4 separate regions of the Mus musculus genome follow, and regions 2, 3 and 4 are each linked to region 1. A link is a contact called in public HiChIP or PLAC-seq and promoter capture Hi-C data. All regions are on one chromosome and are shown on one strand. The core of a region is the stretch at or near the end of the contact, and the rest is flanking DNA. Distances in the headings are between cores, read along the strand shown.

Region 1 (2,827 bases), core at 197-2,696:
CTATGTGACAATACACACGAAAATTAAATCCTAGAAAGAAATTTTTAAAACTTGGCACTAATACTCAGCAAAAATTCAGTGACATAGTTGTCCAAATATCAGGTATATTCTATTGCTGTTACCTCCTAAAAGCAGGCAAGGGTGAAAACTAGTTTTAACAACAGAAAAGGGCACAAATGAAACGGAGGAGATAACATTTATTTGACATATAGCTAGGTATTTCCCACTTACTCATCTCAAAAACTGTGAACATGAAAATACCCTGAATAAGTCATCAACTCCAGTAAGAGGAGCCGATCCCCTTCATGAAGAGATTTGAACAATCCAAGCATTGCGAGTCTAGCAAAGGAAAGGCACAAGTGATGTAAAGAATCACTCTGCAAAGAATCTTTGTGTGGAACTGGGGGGAGGGGGTCTTGGGTCACCTAGGCAACGCATCAATCTAACACATAACTTAGACCAGGCAAGATACCGGGCTTGATTAAGGTCATCTTTATTTATAAGGAGGATCTGGATCAAACTGATCAAGGCAACCACAAACCACTATGCCGGCAACTATTCTGTGAAATTTAACGACTCGGTTTTTAACTCCAAGCCGCTAAGTTACTAAGCATAGTCTACAGGCACTTTTACTTGAATTATTTTAAAGAAACGACCCAGTCTCAAAACAATAACTGGGAAATTTCTATGTTAAAACTACATAAATAAAATACATAAATAAAATTTAAAAGCTCAAGGCAAGAGCAGTCGGAGTCTGCACATTTTCCCATTATCATCATAAAAGATCCCAGACGCCAGGGCAAGCAATCCCCGCGGAGGTGATTTCTTTAGATAAGACCTGTGCTCGCTCACTAGCCCGCTCGCCCGCTCTCCCGGGGCTCCGCGACCTCCGCGCCCCGCGGCGAGCAGACGACTGAGGATGAGTGTGCAGAACGCGCCGCCGGGGCCGGTTCCGAGCTCCCCGGGCCGGCGGGACCGTTACCAGGGCGCCCCTCCCCCACGGCGCGCGGCCGGAGGAGAACGGAGCCTGCGGGGCCCGGCTCGCCGCGCACACAAAGCCGGGGGTCCGCGCGAGGTGGGGAGGCCGCGCGCCGCCGCAGGCCGCGGGAGAAGCCGAGCCCAGCCCAGCCCAGCCCAACCCAGCCCAGCCGAGCCGAGCCGAAACGAGCCGAGCCGAGCCGAGCCGGTTCGACAAGGGGGACCCGAGGCCACCGCGTCCCCGACCCTACCTGACTCCAGGTGATGAACTCGTTGGTGTGGGTTTCCTCCACAAGCGTCCACAGCTTGCTGAGGAAAGCCGGCACGTTGGAACTCTGCTTCATTGTTAGCCCGGTGCAGGGATTCCAAATTCTACTACCGAACGCGGAGGTCGCAGCGGCGGCGGCGGCGGCGGCGGCGGCAGCAGCGGCGGTGGCAGCAGCTGCTGCTCCGGGGAACGCACACCACGCAGGCGCGGCGGATCTCGGGCTCCGCCCCCTCGGCGCCGCGGGGCGCGCGGTGAAGGCGGAGAGACCCCGCGGCCGCACGTGATGGACAAGGCTTCGCGCTCCACCCCTGCGCTCTACTCCCGCGCCCGGTCTCAGCGAGTCCAATCCAAGGCTTCGGATGCACTACAGAGCAAAGCGATTGGCTGCTGCCGCGAGGAGGGGTGGGCCCAAGAGTGGTTCAGCCTTCTCTGTTACCTTTTAGGCAGGGTACTCTCTTAGGGAATGATATTGGGTCCAGGGAAACCTTGTTTAGTGGATTCGCATGGAAAGGGTTTGGGTGCACCGGCTGTGGCTGGCAGAGTGCAGAGAAGCCCAAGGGCAGTTGACTCATAAGTTTGACCGGCGAAGAGTAATTTGCTCCAATCTAAAGGAAGGAATACATCACATGGGGCAGTGAGCTGCTTGTGAGCAGATGTGCTAGGCCCCTGGTTGAAACTATCTTAAAGACAATGAGCTTTTCTATACATTTTTCATGGGGAGAAAAATAGCTCATTTAAGGACAGTTTTATCAAAACCTGAAGCATGAATAATAGTTCCCTATTTGTGAAGTACTTGCTATTGTGTGTGTGTGTGTGTGTGTGTGTGTGTGTGTGTGTGTGTACTATTAGGAGCCAGCATCTGTTAAGAGCATCTTATATGCTTTTCTCAACTCAGCAAGCATCAGGTGCCTGTCATAAGCCCAGTTCAAAAGCAACGAGTCTAGTTTTAGAGTATCTGAGTCAAAATGATTGTTCTGCATGTACCTCACAGGGGTTTCCTCAGGCAAAATGTGATTCGGAACAGCTTCTTGAGCGAAATTTCCCATTTCTTCATTGACAATAAGACTTTCTACCCGTGAAGAGTAGCTATAATAACGTGGATCTCTGAAAAAAAGATTTTTTAAAAAACTTTTTTTGTTGTTGTTTTGTTTTGTTTGTTACTTAATAGCTGATCATAGTGTCTGGAATCTGTAAGTCAAGCACTCTGGAGGCTGAGGTAGAACTGTGGAGCAGTGGAGGTCAACCTGGGTTAAATAGTGAGCTCCAGGTATCCTGGGCTAATGGCAAGAAATATAGATAGATAGATAGATAGATAGATAGATAGATAGATAGATAGACAGACAGACAACTTTTTCAGTAAGCATATACTGAACACAGTCATACAGCACTGTTTGGATATATGATGGGGATATATGATGGGGTAACTGTGATTTTAAAAAAAAAGACTAATATTTGATGAGGTCTTATGTGACAAGGGCTTTGCATGTCTTATCCTATTTAATCCTCACAGCAACCCAAAGAGGAAGCTTCAAAGGGTCTGATTCAGGTTGGTACAAATTCTATTCAACCAGTTACACAAAG
Region 2 (2,827 bases), core at 239-2,738, 1.8 Mb before region 1:
TGAGAAGGGAAACGAGGTTTTTTTTTTCCCCCTCAACCTTAAAAAAAAAAAAGTTGATGAAAGAACAGCGTTGCCACGTCTCCCCCCTCCCCCACTCACGTAGTGGCTATTCCATCCCTCCAGAGTGCATTCCAAGGAAAAAGTCCAAGAGCCATGGCTCTCGAGTTAAGTCGAACCTGGCAGGTTCCTTTTAATTAAAAAAAAAAAAAAAATCATTTCCTAAAAGAGAACCCAGGAGCTTGTCTATCCCTTTCTGTGGAGGCTCTTCCCTATAAACCACGGTGCAATACCCCAAGAGTCCTCATTTTGGATGGTCAGCTGAAGATGTTAAGTCCGAAAGCCTGCCTTTGTACCAAATTCCCACTCTCTAGGAGAAACAACCTCGTATTTAACCGTACCATCCTTCCCCACACTGAACATCCATCTGGGGTCAATCACAAAATTCAGTTTAAAAGTCTCACACAACCATAGAAGGTTTGGCCAAAATGGACTGACTTGTTGACCCTGCAAGAGGAGGGGAGCGTGAAAGACGAAAAGGGAAAGGGGATCATCAGGGTGAGCTGAACCAGAGGAGGTGGGCAAGATTGGAAACCAGGAGGAAAGAAGGAGCAGAGGGAGAGAGAAATACAGAGACAGACGCGTGTGTCCTTAAGTGATTCACTGGGATGAAGAGGAAGGAAGAAGCCAGCTTCCCCAACTGTGAATGACAGCAACTTCTCAGCTAAACTCGGCGCCCCGGGCTATGTCTACTTGCTGAGACAACGCCGAGAAGCGCAACAGACAAGTTCAGTCCTAACTTCTGAGTAGGTCCCACTTCCCAGCTTTACTTTCCAAAAGTGAAAAGGAAAAAGAGAAGAAGAGCGATCGAAACGGAGAGACTCAGCCCCCGGCTGCAAGCGCTGCCTGCTTTCTCCACTGCCACATGCTAACCATCTGCGGCTCGGGCGGCCCAGACCCCCGCCCGTCCGCCCTCGCCTTCCCCCGGCTTAGTGGGGCGGACGAGGTACCGCTGCACAAGTCATCAGGGAGGCTGGCTGCCCGGGATGGAACATTCAAGAAGGTCCTAGTGCTGGGGCGGGGCGCAAGCCGCTGCTGCCGCTCCGGCCAGAGGCAGGACGGGGGTGGGGGGACGGCGAGGGAAGCTGGGAGAGCGCCGGGGCGGCCTGACTTCGGGGGTGCGGGGCCGGGTCCTCTCGGGGAGACCCGGGGGCGGCTGTGAGAAGGGCTGAGCCCCACTCCAGAGCGAAGGGACCCCGGCTGCCCGCGGGGACCCCGCATCCGTCTCCAAGATCGGAGGAGCGCCTCACCTGGATAGCGGGCCGGGAGGAAGGCGACAGCTCGGCTCGGGTCAGTCCTGTCGCCTGCAGTCCCCGCTAGCTAGCTCCCTGCCGCCCTCAGCCTGCTGGCAGTGCGACTGGGCAGTAGAGGGAGCCAGGCGTCCCTTTTATATTCCCCTGCCGCGCCGGCGCGCCGGAGAGGGGGCGGCCGCAGCCCTCGCTACGTGCGCTCTGTCACACCAGCTCCCGCGCCACTGCGCAGGCGCTTGCGGCGAGCCTCCCACCCACCCGGGAGTCGCCCAGGCCCGGGGTGTTCCAAGCCTAGGCTGGCCCACGCGAGGACGCAGTGCGCCTGCGCAGAGCTCCTGCCACGCCACCGTTCCCGTGGTTACCATGGGGCTTCCACCACCACCCCCGCCCGGGTTCCTGTAGGATTTAGCGCCTTCATTTCAGGGTCAGCGGCGGGTCTCAGAGCCATCGAAGCCATCAGGAAGGACAGTTGTGCAAAATTAGGAGAAGTTTATAAGAATTTAGGAAATAAAGTGGAGGTGTGGAGTGGGAAACAAGACGGTGTATCCGGGGTGACTGTCGGGGCTGGCTTGGCCCACAGGGGTTTTTGCTTTAATAAGCGTCTTTTTTACACTTTTGAACACGAGGATTTCGCTTAATCTCCCACCCGCATACTTTATGGGTGAATAATAGATGACAATTGAGTGTCATCTGAGGTTAAATCCTAACCCACTCTGTATAAAGTTAGATTTTAACTTCCCTGTATCTTGGGTGCTACATCTGCAAAGAAGGAATACAATATTATCTGTTCCCTAGGCCCTAGGCTTGCTGTGAGAAACAATGAGACAATGAATGAAAAAGCACTTACTTAGCACATGCCTAGGATTCAGGAAGAGCATGGAAACATATAATGGGGCTGGGGAGGGGGTGTACCAGGATGTTGGGTTTTGAGCATTTACCTAACATGGAAAAAAAAGGCCTTAGACTTTATTACCTAGCCTCAAACAAACCAGCACAGAAACAAGCATCAACAACAGTAAGTCTGGAGATGTGGCACACACAGCTAAGATTTCAGTTCCCAGCACCGTGCTGGGTGGTGGCTCACAACATCCTGAAACCCCAGGTCGGGCAGATCAACAACTCTGGGCTTCCAAGAACACCGGTATTTAACCACACAAGACACATACGTATAGTTAAAATGAATAAAATTAAATCTTTAAAAAAATACTACTGAGCACACTATATAAGGCACGAACTGTGTTTGAGTTTAGTCTTGATCTAAAAGAAGAGAACCTTAGTTACTGGCAATAAGGACAATGCCAGAGATAATTTACTTCCTGTCAGGGAAAGAAAGACTTTTCTAACATTTGTTACTCGTTTAAAACTGTAAAGTTTTCCTTGCTTGCTAAAGTATGGAACTGATTGGCACTTATCTGGGACAGAGAGACAAAGAGCTTCAGGCGTCTGAAAGCAATGGTTTCTAAAAGTGTGGCTCTGTGGGTCTAGTCAGGAGCAGTAGAGCCAAAAATGTTTTTGTAGGA
Region 3 (2,827 bases), core at 239-2,738, 1.3 Mb after region 1:
GCCAGAATTCTAGAGAACTGTTATAACTTCTCTAAGTATTTGATAGTATTCATGTGTGAGATAACGTGTACCTTGAATTATCTAATCCTTTTAATTACTTAATTTCTTCAGTAGACCTGTTGAGAGTTTTCGTGTGGAATTTAGCAGGTTGTATTTTATAGAGAAATGATGTAGTTATTTATCTATACATAGTTTAATGTTATCAATAATGCACTCTTGCTATCTTGATAGTGCCTGGAATCAGTAGTGAGAAATGTAACCTCTCATTCTGGTGCTAGTGTTTTTTACTTATTATTAATCTTCCTCCTCTTCCTCTTCTTCTTTTTCTTCTTCTTCTCTTTCTTCTCTTCTTCTTCTTATTTTTACTAACTTAAAACTGAACAATTTTGTGGCTTTTTCCAGAAAATCATATTTTGATATTATTGATTTAGTTTACATATATGCTTGTACATGTGTGTGTGTGTGCATTGTGTGTGTGTGTATGCATGCACACACATGGTTGTACTCACAGACATGCATGTTCCATGGTACATTTGTGGGTTTCAAATGAGAACGTTATAAAGTTCGTTTTGTTCTTATATATTGATAGAATTATGAGGATCAAACTAAGGGCATAGCACTCACATGGCAAGTGCTTTTGCCTACCGAACAATCTTCCTGGGCTGATCATGTTTGTGTGTGCACGTATGCATACATGTGAGTTTTTTGTGTGCATATGTAAGTATGCATGCATATGTGTGTGTACATGTGAGTGTATATATATATGAGTGTATATGACAACATATATGTGTTTGTTAGTGTTTATGCATATGTGAGTATGTATTAGCATGTGTGCATATGTGTGTGTATGTGGATATGTGAGTGTGTGCATATATGAGTGTATGTGTGTGCATATGCGAGTGTATGTATATATGAGTGTATATGACAACATATATGTGTTTGTTAGTGTTTATATATATGTGAGTATGTATTAGCATGTGTGCATATGTGTGTGTATGTGGATATGTGAGTGTGTGCATATATGAGTGTATGTGTGTGCATATGTGAGTGTGTGTGTGTGCCTATATGAGTGAGTGGGTGAGTGGGTGTGTTAAAAGCAGAACATCTTATTGCTCTTAGAGCAGAGTAAATTTTTTCACCTCTGTGGATAATGACATTTCACCTCATACTTTCTCATTTCCCCTCATTTGTTTTTAATCTGTTGTTTTGGTTTATTACCCCTTAGGTGTCTAAAACAATTGTTGGTAAGGATTACAAAGGCAGTTGTCGCTTGTGGTCATTACTTTTTTTGTTGTTGTTGTTGAAAATGCATGGAATTTTACTGGAAAAAACCTTCCAGAAGCCTCCTGCAGTCCTGTGCCTGAACACCCACACTTACAGAAGCCTCCTGCAGTCCTGTGCCTGAACACCCACACTTACAGAAGCCTCCTGCAGTCCTGTGCCTGAACACCCACACATCTCAGTGGAGTTAGTGTTGACGCGGTGCTGGATCTCAGGCCTCAGTGTGTGCATTTTGATTTGCTCTTCCCTCTTGTTTCCTGATTTCTGTGCCTTCCAAGAAGTCCCAGGGCTGGCAGCTTGCAATTTTAAATGGAACCTGGAGGCTATAGTTTTCCATAAACTTCCTTCTAGGCACGCATGCTTTCAGTGTTGTTTGGTTGTTCCCACTCACAGAGATACTTAGTTCATCAGACTTCTAGGTCTGATGAATCTAGCTGTTGCACTGTGGCTGGCCACTGGCACTTTCTAGGTTTACTCAGCTCTTCTGCATTCCAAGTCCAAAATTTCCCATTATCTTTCCCATTTGCTTTCTCCTGGAGGGTTTTTATGCATTTAAAAACTAGTTTTACTTATGAATTTTTTGAATTTATGGAGGAAAGAGAGACATTATGCCTTTAGTTTGTTGGAACTGGAGCTGTTAAGTATTTAACAATCTTTTTCTTTTTTTAAGGAACATTTTTCTCCTATCATGAATTCTAAGATCTTTTCATCTATTACTTAACCCTCTACAAAATCATTTCCTTTTTAAAATATTGCCTCACTAATAATATAATCCAGCCTTGAACTATGATCCCCCGTCAACCTGTCAACCTTAACTGTATGTAAGATCATTAAGTAGCATCGACTTTGAGTCTGGGTAATTTGGGTATGTGACAAATTTATTTATTTGCAAGGTTTTTGTTTTTGTTTTCAGTAGCAAAGCTTATAAAATTAAAAAAAGTTACTGATTAGAAAAACTAAAAAGAAAAGTGCTAGTATGCCTCGCCTTATATCCTTATATAGGTTCTCTGTTTTTGTATGGATATTATTAATTTGGATAAATCAGGGGTTTGCCAGGTACTGCCTCTAGGGTGTGTATGTATTTTTGCTTTTAAAGAAAGGTTCTGTCACATTGAAGTGGGACAAACAAGATATAAACTACCAAAAGTGACCTCTGATTATCATTGTGTGGTACCCTGATTGTTTCCTTAGTAGAAAGGTTGGAATGTTTGCAAATGCAATTAGAAAGAGTCCGGCTCATTAAATTTTGTTTTTCACATTGGAGCCATGAGCAGCTTGCTAGCTGTAAAAAGGAATTAGGGGGCTAGGGAATACCTTAGCAGGGAAATGTACTTCGTACTAAACTTGATGACCTGGATTTAATTGCTGGGACTCACATGGTAGAACTAGAGATGTGACTGCTGCAATTGTCCTCTGATCTCCAGGTTGTCCCGGGACTTTGTTAAGCACACACCCCCCACACAGAATTGGCAGTGTTTTTCTGGACAGCTTATGCTGTTAGTGTTGGCATTAAGTGCAAAGGGAGAAAGCACAAATGAATGTTTAC
Region 4 (2,827 bases), core at 208-2,707, 1.0 Mb before region 1:
TATTTAGTCTGGTCAAAATCTGAAAGTTCATGCTAGGTGAGGAGAAAGATACACTTAAGTTAAACACTAAGACCTATTCTCTTAAAATACTTTTCCATAATTACAAAGGTTAGCATGGACAAACCTAGGGGCACCACTCAACCCAAGATCAGCATCACTAATTAGACAAACAGCATGTACCTGTTGATTCATCAGAGCAGCCCACACACCAGTCATGTCGTTTTCCTGCCAAGAATACAAAACCAGAATCAAATCAGAAGCTATCCGTTAGACAAACTCAAACTGAGAGACATTCTAATACACACGTCTTCCACCTTGTGCAAGCACTAATGTTACAAGAAACTAGGTGTGGACATCTGTTGTAGATTAAAGGCAACCACACACAATCAAATGTAATGTTCGGACCCCAGGTAGTATCTGCACCAGGGTATGCTTTATCATTGTGGTAATCTGTGTACAAACTATACACTATCCTGTTTATTATCACAATACTAAATTTCTTGGAAAATATCAATAAGGCTTTAAAAGAGAATGTGCTTCACAGGAAAAGCAAGCTAGAGGAGTATGTGTTGGAGTCTCAATTAAGGTTATGTGAGGATAGAATGAATTTGTGTCATGGTCACCGGAACATTGGGAAATATTGCTATTTCTCAAGAAGGGGTTTTGGAAAGCCAGCAAATGTGGGAAGGAACAGAGGAATGCCTGCGACCTTGCTCACCTTCTGGAGAAGTCAGGGTAAATGATGTTCCCATACCTCAGATGATTTTTTTGAAGACAACATTGTTATGCTTTATATAACCTTGACCATGCTGGGCTGTCAAGCAGGCTTCTCAGCTGAACTGTAAACACCTAACTCTGTTATCAGAGGGTGAGGATTTAAAAAAAAAAACCGAATCTGGTCGTGCAAACTGAGGTATGTAATTGGTCTCCCGCTTCTGTTCTTCCAGGATTCATCGAAGATGTGATCTGGCCGACCTCTCACAAGATATTAGCAAAGACCTCAGTGGGGGCCCCGCCTCAAAAATGGCAAGACTCTCCTGGTGAATGGCGCTCTCAAGGGAGGACTACAAGAATGCACATCGCCACAACTTTTCTGTAAGTTTGCAATTACTTCGGAGTAAGATGCTTTCCAGAAGGAACTACAGTGTCTTCCGTGCCTGCTGCACTTTGGTCACCGCCAGCATTGGTTACCAGGACCAAAGCCACGCCCCGTCCGTCGAGGCGGTTTCCCCGAGGGCGGGAACTCTCTAGTGAGCCTCCCCGAGGAAGGCAGGGCTAGCGACCTCCCGCGGCCGCCCAGCAGAGCCCACCGCGGCTTCCACCCATCTCACCTCCACGGGGCACCTTCCCGCCAGGCCGTAGCGGCTTTTGAGACGCTCCACTACCATATCCTGTCCCGGTGGCTTGACCACCCTGCGCTCCATGGTGAGTCTCTGACTGCGGTCGCCCGGGAAACCGGGTTCACAGTCACGTCAGGGCGGGCAGTACGTCACGACGCCTGGCTCCGCCCCCCGAGGACGCCGGAAGCCGGTAGGAGGATACACTACAACCCAGTTCTCGGTTGCCCCTTAGAGTTTCTCAGTTCCAAGTCTTTTACCCGCCATAAATGTGAAGCATGAAAAAGGTGAGTTCTGCCGGGCAGTGGTAGCCCACGCCTTTAATCCCAGCACTTGGGAGGCAGAGGCAGGCGGATTTCTGAGTTCGAGGCCAGCCTGGTCTACAGAGTGAGTTCCAGGACAGCCAGGGCTACACAGAAAAACCCTGTCTCGAAAAACCAAAAGGAAAAAAAAAGGAGGGAGAGGGAGAGGGGGAGGGGGAGAAGAGAAGAAAGATTCCCTTGAGAGCGCTGGCTCGGCCAGCAGGAAGGCGAATAACTTCTCCACAGCAGAGAGCCAGAATGCTCCCCAAGGCTGGAGACCACAGGGACTACAGGGTAAATTTTACTGTGCACTACATAAAATTAGACTAAACAGGGTCTCTTCATCAAAAGTGATTTACAATCACAGAAAAATCAGGACATGTCTGAGCGCTAAGCGCATTAACTGCTGATTATACTCCTTTGCCAGTTTCCATAGGTGGTACAAAAATAATCGAATATAGGCAGGGAAGGTGGAGGCTGGAGGCCAGCCTGGGCTACAGGGTCATAAGCAGTTGGGGCAATTAACTGCCTCAACTACCGGGTGATCTGCCTCATAAAATGAAAAAATGTTCGTTTAAAACACAGAAACCTCTTTCCCAGCTATGCAACAGCACATAGTACTTGGTGTGTTCAACTTATCACACAAGCTCCTACCTGTTCAGTTTTTCTTTGAGATACACTAACACTGAGAAATAGTAGACATGTGTTGTAGCAGCCCCTAAATTCTCTGGATAACTTTTTAACTTACAGAAGTTGATACTTTAGCAATAGACAAAAAACTCACTATAAAAACATTGCCTAAAGAATACTTTTTTGCCAGCTGGAGAGATGGCTCAGTGGTTAAGAGCACTGACTGCTCTTCCAGAGGTCCCCAGTTCAATTCCCAGTAACCACATAGTGGCTCACAACCATCTGTAATGGGATCTGATGCCCTCTTTCTGGTTTATATGAAGACAGCTACAGTGTACTCCTATATGTAAAGTAATCTTTTTTTAAAATACTTTTTGCTAAAAACTACCACCTAGGGGCTGGTGAGATGGCTCAGCAAGGTTAAGACTGCTCTTCCTAAGGTCCTGACTTCAAATCCCAGCAACCACATGGTGGCTCACAACCATCTGTAACGAAATCTGATGCCCTCTTCTGGAGTGTCTGAAGACAGCTACAGTGTATTTACATATAATAAATATT

What was found. Promoter capture Hi-C pulls out the DNA fragments that hold promoters and counts their contacts. HiChIP or PLAC-seq counts read pairs in DNA pulled down with a chosen protein or histone mark.
Region 2: a promoter capture Hi-C map of pre-B cells shows a contact between it and region 1, with 4 times the contacts expected there. The contact joins the promoter of P4ha1 here to the promoter of Hsf2 in region 1. A contact is called at or near these places in 2 of 39 promoter capture datasets (liver and pre-B cells), 1 of 484 Hi-C or Micro-C datasets (B cells) and 2 of 115 datasets of contacts at active chromatin or transcription factors (extraembryonic endoderm stem cells and large pre-B cells).
Region 3: a contact with region 1 is called in a promoter capture Hi-C map of hippocampal neurons, with 4 times the contacts expected there. The contact joins the enhancer-like site here to the promoter of Hsf2 in region 1. A contact is called at or near these places in 5 of 39 promoter capture datasets (cranial neural crest, hippocampal neurons, liver and 1 more) and 2 of 115 datasets of contacts at active chromatin or transcription factors (astrocytes and large pre-B cells).
Region 4: an H3K4me3 HiChIP or PLAC-seq map of the 230-238 cell line shows a contact between it and region 1, with 7 times the contacts expected there. The contact joins the promoter of Ccdc138 here to the promoter of Hsf2 in region 1. A contact is called at or near these places in 9 of 39 promoter capture datasets (the C10 cell line, cranial neural crest, embryonic stem cells and 6 more), 6 of 115 datasets of contacts at active chromatin or transcription factors (the 230-238 cell line, cardiomyocytes, differentiating embryonic stem cells and 2 more) and 1 of 9 other capture datasets (embryonic stem cells).

Annotation. Positions count from the first base shown.
Region 1 is chr10:57,485,004-57,487,830 of GRCm38.p6, reverse strand. Hsf2 (heat shock factor 2) reads right to left here and starts at 1,446. Exons shown (of 12, transcript NM_008297.3): 1 at 1,230-1,446. The coding sequence starts at 1,322. 4930467K11Rik (RIKEN cDNA 4930467K11 gene) reads left to right here and starts at 1,478. Exons shown (of 4, transcript NR_045353.1): 1 at 1,478-1,648; 2 at 2,757-2,792.
Region 2 is chr10:59,321,957-59,324,783 of GRCm38.p6, reverse strand. It overlaps P4ha1 (procollagen-proline, 2-oxoglutarate 4-dioxygenase (proline 4-hydroxylase), alpha 1 polypeptide), which reads right to left and starts at 1,488. Exons shown (of 15, transcript NM_001316371.1): 1 at 1,308-1,488.
Region 3 is chr10:56,164,587-56,167,413 of GRCm38.p6, reverse strand. The region is part of intron 15 of Tbc1d32 (TBC1 domain family, member 32); the gene reads left to right. Among named protein-coding and RNA genes, the nearest start is that of Msl3l2, 59 kb to the right of the region's middle. Within about 2 kb of position 1,488, at least 7 of the 459 cell types and tissues checked have an H3K27ac peak or open chromatin away from gene starts, as enhancers often do. A contact at or near this core is called in hippocampal neurons, where this site is marked.
Region 4 is chr10:58,496,567-58,499,393 of GRCm38.p6, reverse strand. It overlaps Ccdc138 (coiled-coil domain containing 138), which reads right to left and starts at 1,457. Exons shown (of 16, transcript NM_001162956.1): 1 at 1,332-1,457; 2 at 181-225; 3 at 1-32. The coding sequence starts at 1,424.